Linked DNA regions of Mus musculus: all the other regions are linked to region 3. A link is a contact called in public Hi-C and Micro-C data. All regions are on one chromosome and are shown on one strand. Each heading gives the region's core, a stretch centred on a gene start, on an enhancer-like site or on the middle of the called end of the contact. The rest is flanking DNA. Distances are from core to core; before and after follow the strand shown.

Region 1 (2,700 bases), core at 47-2,546, 230 kb after region 3:
ATCAAAAGAAGAAAAAAGTTGCATAATATTGAGAAAGAGGGAAGATACCGAGAGATCTACTAAATCTTGGTAAGAGTTGCCCTGTGTATGATACAAAATACATAAAGATATTAATATGACAATATCTTATAGCAACTGTCAATAAATAGTAAAATATTAAAAACTCATCATTCTCAGTTGCTATAACACACAAAATGAACGCTAAACAATGCAGGTTTAACCAAACTCAATGAGGGGTTTTAACCTAGTAGGACCTAGATATCTACATTTTTTAAGGTATTTATTATTTCTGAAATGAAATTTCTTAAGGAACTCAGAAGCTAACTTTAGATTACATGCCATTATCTGCAACCTGAATTCTTTAAAGATCCCAGTTGGAACAAGTTGTTACGATGAACACAACAGCTGCTGAGTAATCCATTAGACAGAGTGGGAAATGGAGTACACTCTTCCAAAGAAAACCCTGACTCCCAGACCCTGCCAAGACCTCCTGACTCCTGTTCTATGGATAGGACCTAGAATCCATATTTTCACAGGCTCTCAAAGTGAGTTAACCTTGAAAGCCAGATGTGCAGTCAACCAGTTCTCGAACTACAACACGTAGTCCCAAGTGTCCACTGGAATGACTGTTCAGAAGCAGGTCGCAGGCCTCAAGCTGCTGAGTCCCTGACTCAGTCGGTATAGGCTGGGCCTATTAACATGATTTAACAATGAATCCCTGGCCAAGCTGGTGCTGGTGGTCCAGAGTTCACCCAAGGATCTACTCACTACACTGTCCATTTCATAGATCAAGGCCTCCACAAGGCCTTGTACAGAACAGAGAGCAGACAGCTCAAGACTGTGAGAAAACAAAAACAAAAACAAAAACACAGTCATATGTATTTTTAATACCCAGTCTAAGAGACAAAATGGGTCCTTTCTCTTAAAAACTAAAGCAAAGTGGACTTTAATCCAAACTGAAGGCCATTTCTAAAGACTACTAGAAAATGTCTTAGGAGAAATTTTCTGACTCATTCAGTAAAGACTTTAGCTGTAATTCTAAAGGCACCATTCTGAGAGAAGGTGTTGCCATTTATAAGTCTCGGGTACAAAACACTCAGCCAAGAGCCTAAGAACACACGGCTTTTTAATAGAGCTTAACCAGAAGAGAATGTCCCCACATCTTCCTGGAGTCGGCCCATAGGATGAAGCGGCTGGATGCTGAGCATCTTATGAGCATCTTAGTGGGAGAGGCTACTGCTGCTGAAAACAGCAACTTTAGACAAAGTCTGCGGCAAGCTCTCCTCTGCTAAATGAGCTGGCCAGAAGGTCTGAGGTCTCCTACATTCATATCCTGTTCACGAGCCTGAGATCATATCACAGCTCAACTGGAAAAGGAAATTCTAACTTACACAAAGGCTTTTTTTTTAAGTTATTAGGTTGTAATTTTAAAAGAAGACAGGAAATTGTAGAGATGGGCAGCTTTTTTTTTTTTTTTTTTTTTTTTTTGTCATTTGCAGATGGCATGTGATCTGTGGAAAGATGGCTCCTATATGCCGTGTTCTTCCTGGAGCGGCTGCATCGATCCTTAAGAACAGTCAAGTCTAACAGCTTTCACACCAGCTCAACACAGAGATAGTTCATTAGCATCAACAGCTGTAGTTAATCAATAAGGCTTGCAAACTTCCGAGTAAAGACGACATCATCCCCAATTTACCACAGAGCACACCCAATTTCTAGTAAAAATACAGATAAGCAAAAACAAAAAGACAAAAACCTCCAAACAGCCCAAAGTCACGAACAGTGATTGAGAGGGACCTGGGAAGACGGTGACTACAGCGCAGAAGGAGACAAATTAACAACAGACAACGTTCCATGGGAGCTACAGTTGCCGAGAAGAAAGAACAGCTGGATCAGAAGGGTCAGCCCTCCCCCTCCCCCTCTCCACCTTACTCGCCAGAATATGAGTCTCTCCCAGAGAAAACCATGAGGAGCGTCCGCCTATGCTGCTCTGCTACCTGTAGGCATGGCCAGCTAGCTTCTTATTAGTGCATTTGCACTGCCCTGGCCTCCACCATTGCCTAAGTGGCCTCTACAACAAGCAGATTTCTCATTGTTCTGAAGATCAGAAGTCTATGATCCATCGACACTAACAGCAGAGATGGGTACTGGTATGAGACCTTCCGCCTAACCACTGAATTCTCACAATTCACACAAAACAAAGAGGACACTCAGGACCCACCTTTTATAAAGTCACCACCACTCATGAAGGTTCCACTCTCCTGACTTAATCACCATCTCCTAATGTAATTACCCTGGGGATTAGAATTTCAACATAGGAATCCAGGAGATGAGAAAGACAAACATTAGCTTATTCTCCCTTCTCTGACCAGTATCAAAGTTTCTCTCCTAAGTCAGTAAGCACCACAAATCATCCATTGGTCCATAGGCTCCTGAACATGCTGGGTTGTGTACAGGAAGAAGATGATTATAACTCCAGAACAATGGGACCCTCCTTGATAAGAGGCCTTGATAGGAAAACAGAGCTAGGGGGTCTCTCCTGGTTTAGTAGTCAGGTGACAGGGCCTACACGGCATCATCTTTGCCAGCAGGGCAAGCTGTTCACTGCACAGGACCACCAGCCTAAGTGTGAGAGGCAGATCCACCCAAAAGACCCCCATTAATCCCAGAGGCTAGGATTTCACTGCCAACAATGGAACA
Region 2 (2,700 bases), core at 119-2,618, 180 kb after region 3:
AGAGGATGGCCCACTCCTTATATAGCCTGGGAAGAAGTAAACAGCCAGTGTCCCCTTCTCAACAAAGTTCCCAGGCAGAGATATATAACTGTTACTGGCTTAATTTAAAAAGGGGGGCATTGTGTTCTATCTCTTCCCGAGAGAAATAAAAGACTTTCAGAGAAATTCCCATGCCTCTAGGAGATTCTGTAACTTCTGAAGGTATTGCTGTAACCACTGAGTTGTATGTGACACACTTTCCTGAGGTGTCATAACTGGAGTGGTCATTTCAAATACTTTTGAGATCAACCTTCCTGTATGAAAATATGAGTTTGCATTGAAAGGAGTTGTTCGGGACTTAAGAATTTTATCTGTTTTGAGCCTTGTCCAGAAACTCTTCTTTCCATTTCTCTCCCCATCCTGTCTCTGTCTCTGTCTGTCTGTCTGTCTGTCTGTCTGTCTCTGAGTCTCTCTGTCTCTCTGTCTCTCTCTCTCTCAAAGCAGGTATGCAAACTGATATGCCTGGGACTGTCACAGGTACTCAATAGTTAAATGGAACCAAAAAAAACAATAGTGCCAATTTTTCTGGAAAAAGTAAAAAGTAGAATTTTTAAGTTGAAAAAAAAAAAAGTTGAATACCAGGCCATTTAAACCAAAGCTAGAGACTGGTGGCCCTGTCAGACTTGTGTGACTGACATATTCATGTCTGGGTGCCAACACAAAGACTCCACTACAGTAGGTCTGGGCAGAGACCCAGTACCCTTTAACAAGCATCCCGGTGACTCAGACGCAGGTGGTCCTTGGATCACACTTGGCAAAACCTTGATGTAGTGCAAGCCATCATGGAGTAGACAGGAAGTCGTCATGAAGGTTAAATGGACGATCTAACATCACTCCCCAGCAGGCGAAGAGCCTGGAGCTAGAATAGTTAGCATGTTTCTCACACCACGTGCCAAACGTTTTTAAAATTTTGGGTCACTGCCCTATATACTGTAAACTGTATATGAGCAGCTGCAAAAGTGCCCATCTTTGACACCCAGACAGCATCTCCTATAAAAAGACCATCCTTCCTGACCATCACACATGATCATTAGGGAAGTAGTTCCTATGTTTGGCTGATAACAGGACTGAATTTCAAAGAGATTAAGATTCTTGCTCAAAATTACCCTTGATAGTTTTGGGGGTTTTTGTTTAGTTTTGTTTTGTTTTGTTTGTTTGTTTGTTTGTTTTTGATGACACAAAGTTGGGTGGGTAAGGAAGGGGGTGAATCTGGGAGGCATGGGGGGGTGAGTGTAATAAAAACACATTGTAGGAAATTCTCAACTAAAGTAAAAGGGGAAGGGTTCTTGCTCAGAACCTTACCCATGTATGACAAAGTATGAGTCACTGAGTTCCAAAGACCAGTGAGTCCTTCGTGAGACCCGTCATCACCAATGTATGGTTTCAGAAACTCCCCTAAGACTAAAAATAAAACTTAACATTTGGTAGGGAAAAAATTAAAATAAAGCTGAAATTGAGCAAATGCCACACAATTTAGTATAATTTATATCAAAAATTAAATAAAAATAAAAATTCATAACAGTAAATGATTTAGTTGTGAAAATTTATATCAGAATGAATAAAAGTTTAAACATTGTCTTTGTATAACTTATTCGAGAAGATTTAACACCAAAAATTTCCTCAGTTCCATCAGAAAGGGTGACAGACTGAGAATGTTCTAAGTGTGGCTATGTGTTAAACTACTGAAAAGACGGAAGCCAACTTACAAAACACAGTGCAGAAAATAACCCCAACAAAATTCAATTACACGTGGATCAGCATTCAAATAGTCACACTTATGAAGATAGGGGAAAACCCTGTCATCAGCATCTAATTAAAACAGTGAGCCAAATTATTACACAACCAGATAAGCCATTCAGGATGTAACTACATATATGACTCATACATGTGGTCATACATAAATGACCACAGGAGAGTCAATAGTTGCCAAGGGACAGTACTGCCACTCTGTAACAGCAGCCACACAGTCTCACAGTATGCTACTGACTGAGCATAGCATATACATGGAAAAATATTTTCTGCTCCCATTTCCAACTTTAGTATGTACTGCTTCATGTGCAGACACATTAGTGACAGACTTCTTGCTCCAGAAGTGGTAAAATCCAGGTTGAACTAAATAAAATACTAGAAAATTCCAGTACAGAATGCCATCGGTCTTAGCACAGTACCACATCTGCACAATAATCTACAACACAACTGATTAATCACACCTTCTACTTCATTACCCATTTTAATAGCCATGCTCAGTCATTAGTGTTGTAAAGACTATGGGATAGATGCATAGTAGTGTTGATAGAAAGAATAGAAAGTGTTGGCAATGAAAATAATCTCTCCCCTTTACTAAAGGAGATAAAGATAGGGCTTCATCTCCACAACTATTTGGCTATTCAATAACACACACACACACACACACACATACACACACATCACACACCTAGATATACAACAAACACACCACACACATACACATACATACACACACATACATGTGCACTTACACTCTATACACACCGCACATACACATCACACACAACAAACACATACAACACACACATACATGTGCACTTACACTCTATACACACTGCACATACACATCACACACATGCATACACAACAAACACATACAACACACATATACAACACACACACACACACACACAC
Region 3 (2,700 bases), core at 17-2,516:
TGCCTTCATTACTATGGTTTGCAGCTGTGATATGTAGTCACCTAGGAGACACACCTCTGACCATGTCTGCAAAGATGTGTCCAGAAAGGTGAAGGAGGGAAGACCTACCCCAAATGTGGGTGCCATCATTGCATGGGTTTTGGCCCTGGATAAATCAAAAAAGAGAAAGAAGAAAGCAAGTTGAACACAACCTTTAGCTGTCTCTGCTTGCTAAGTGTGAATGCAGTGTGACCAGATGTTCTCTCTCTCTCTCTCTCTCTCTCTCTCTCTCTCTCTCTCTGACTTAGATCCTATCAACAATGTATAAATGTTCTTTTCCTCCGTCTTCTTGTTAACACCTGTTACAGTAATTGCTATAATTTGGAATGGAAACTAGGTAGTTTCCATCATAACAGTGAACAAATTCATAACAATAAAAGAAGTCATGAATACAGTATGCTTTCATGAACATTACTTCAGCACCATCTTAAGGTTGCATCCTACTGGAAGATCCTACTGGAAGAACTGGTGCAGCCAGCCTTTATGTTTCAGGGGTAGGTGGTAGGTATGGTTTCATGCAGTCGACCACAAATGTGGGAAGATATCAGCCCTCTAGTCAGTTAGGGTTGCTTGGAAACAATTCACTGCCAGCAGGCCATCAAATATGATACAGACTAGTAAGAAACCTGGATCATAAAAGACGAAGCTAGAGAGACAAGTAGATGCCAGCGAGTCCCCTTATGTCACAGCAGAGAGGATTGCATGTATTTTTATGTGACAAGAAATCACTGCAGCCTTTGGGACAGGAGAGGCTATCTCATGTTCATAATATCCCAGGGATAAAAGTGTAAGACTTGTAATGATTGCCTAAGAAACAGGTTAGTCATACCTTACTAGAGCAGGGGAAAAGGGGAAGAATTCAAGGAACGTGTAGGGGTTGAAATCCGGAGCAGCTGGGCTAGGCTGGCCATCAGCTGGGAGTCAGGTGAGCGATGAAGAAAGTCAAAATTAGTTTGATCCAGATTCCTCATTTGAGTGCAGGAGAGGTGGGGGATGGACCTCGCATTAGGAACGCTGGAGCTCAGGGAAAGCAATGATGGCCGAGAAAGGCATCTGGTATTGTCCTTCTGCCACCGTCTTAAAAGGGATTCTGAAGGGATTTTCTTTCCCTTGTTCCTCCAGCCCTCCACTTGCATTACTGGCCTGAGTGAGTTCTCCCCAGCTGGCCACGTCCATCATTACAGCCAGGTTTGAGGATTCCTGATTCTACTTAGAGCCGGTGGCGCTGCAGACACAAACAGTCCTTAGCGGACAACTCTATTGTAACAAACCATGCTTTAAAATGTAAACCCGGGAGCGTGTTTTTTGTTTTTTTTTTTTTTTTTTTTTTCCTCACGTTGTCCAGAAGCAACCTTTCTTCCTGAGCCTGGATTAATCATGAGAGAGCTTGTCAACATTCCACTGTTACAGATGCTCACCCTGGTTGCCTTCAGCGGGACTGAGAAACTTCCAAAAGGTTGGTCTGTACAATCTTGCCCTACAGTGCGTGTGAGCTTCATAGTGACTGATTCATTGTGTGATGTAGGGATAGAATGTATGGAGAGAGAGAGAGAGAGACACACAGAGAGAGAGAGAGACAGAGAGACAGACACACAGAGAGAGAGAAAGACGGGGAGAGACAGAGAGAGAGAGAGAAGCATATACAGACTGATTGGTTCTTCTCTGATGATAGTTCCCTTCTAAGTTCTACAATTAAACACAACATGATGTGTGCAGAGACCTCCCTTCTAGGGAGACATTACCAGGCAGACCATGAGTTAACCTAGGTCGGCTCTTTTTCTGTCAGACACTGGGGTGGTCTAAATGAACGATCAAAAACGTTCCATACAGGGCTTGCCAAGAATATAATCCACTCCATTTCCAGAAATCCAGAGTGTTTTGCTCCTGAGAAAAAGTCGTCTCTACTTTCAGTTTTGTTTTTTTTTTTTTTTTTTTTTTTTTTTTTTTTACCAAACTCTTAGTGAACATTTTAGTAGCTAGAAATCAGATCCAGAGAAAGACACACGGAAGACAAGTGCCAATAAAAGCCCAGAGACAACAGATTCTCCGTAACTTTGCTACTGGGGTCATGATTTGGGCTTGGCAAGTGGTTGCACTAGCTTTTTTTTTTTTCCAGTGCCTTTGGAATGTACCGGAAATAACACCACCTAAGGGGGAAAGCAACTTAAGAAAGTGACAAACACCTGTTGCAGCAGCAAGAATGTCCACAGAGCAGTGGTTTCTGGCCGAGAATTTTGAAAGCTAGAATCAGGAAGAGTGGAAAATACGTGATTTGCAAAGAGAAGGGAGCTTCAAGGCAGGGCATGAAAAAGCAGACTAAATGCTATCAGATGGTGCCATGAGAAAAAGTGTCCTACAACAGCGTTATGCAGAGTTCTAGATTTCAGTCAGATGGATTGTTTCCTGTTTCCACTGGGTTGCCAAAGTACTGAAAAATCTTATCTTGAATAATTAATGAATGGCATTTGTATGTACGTAGGAAGCACATCTTTAAATTTTATAGTTCACCTAAGGTTCTAGAACCCCGAGGCCATGGGTCTCACGTAACAGACAGCGTTCTTTCCAAACAATCGGATCCTATGGGTTTAGTTTTCTTGTTTATTTACTTAATTCTCCTGGAGCAAAGGGGTTGGTATCTTCTAGTGTTCTAAATAATTTACA

The links. Hi-C and Micro-C count contacts between places; a contact is called where the count stands out from the background.
Region 1: a Micro-C map of muscle stem cells shows a contact between it and region 3, with 2.8 times the contacts expected there. The contact joins the enhancer-like site here to the promoter of Musk in region 3. A contact is called at or near these places in 2 of 39 promoter capture datasets (frontonasal cranial neural crest and second pharyngeal arch cranial neural crest), 1 of 15 datasets of contacts at CTCF or cohesin (the NIH/3T3 cell line), 4 of 484 Hi-C or Micro-C datasets (bone marrow-derived macrophages, embryonic cerebral cortex, muscle stem cells and 1 more) and 2 of 9 other capture datasets (adipose tissue and liver).
Region 2: a Hi-C map of muscle stem cells shows a contact between it and region 3, with 2.4 times the contacts expected there. The contact joins the enhancer-like site here to the promoter of Musk in region 3. A contact is called at or near these places in 9 of 39 promoter capture datasets (the 3T3-L1 cell line, 3T3-L1-derived adipocytes, the HPC-7 cell line and 5 more), 1 of 15 datasets of contacts at CTCF or cohesin (the NIH/3T3 cell line), 8 of 484 Hi-C or Micro-C datasets (the C2C12 cell line, cortical neurons, cumulus cells and 3 more), 2 of 115 datasets of contacts at active chromatin or transcription factors (the NIH/3T3 cell line and fibro-adipogenic progenitors) and 2 of 9 other capture datasets (adipose tissue and macrophages).

The regions. Positions count from the first base shown.
Region 1 is chr4:58,519,420-58,522,119 of GRCm38.p6, forward strand. The region is part of intron 1 of Lpar1 (lysophosphatidic acid receptor 1); the gene reads right to left. Among named protein-coding and RNA genes, the nearest start is that of Lpar1, 33 kb to the right of the region's middle. Within about 2 kb of position 1,297, at least 12 of the 459 cell types and tissues checked have an H3K27ac peak or open chromatin away from gene starts, as enhancers often do. A contact at or near this core is called in muscle stem cells, where this site is marked.
Region 2 is chr4:58,468,488-58,471,187 of GRCm38.p6, forward strand. All of the region lies in intron 3 of Lpar1 (lysophosphatidic acid receptor 1), which reads right to left. Among named protein-coding and RNA genes, the nearest start is that of Mir3095, 29 kb to the left of the region's middle. Within about 2 kb of position 1,369, at least 51 of the 459 cell types and tissues checked have an H3K27ac peak or open chromatin away from gene starts, as enhancers often do. A contact at or near this core is called in the C2C12 cell line, the NIH/3T3 cell line, muscle stem cells and 1 more, where this site is marked.
Region 3 is chr4:58,284,696-58,287,395 of GRCm38.p6, forward strand. It overlaps Musk (muscle, skeletal, receptor tyrosine kinase), which reads left to right and starts at 1,267. Exons shown (of 15, transcript NM_001037129.1): 1 at 1,267-1,495. The coding sequence starts at 1,417.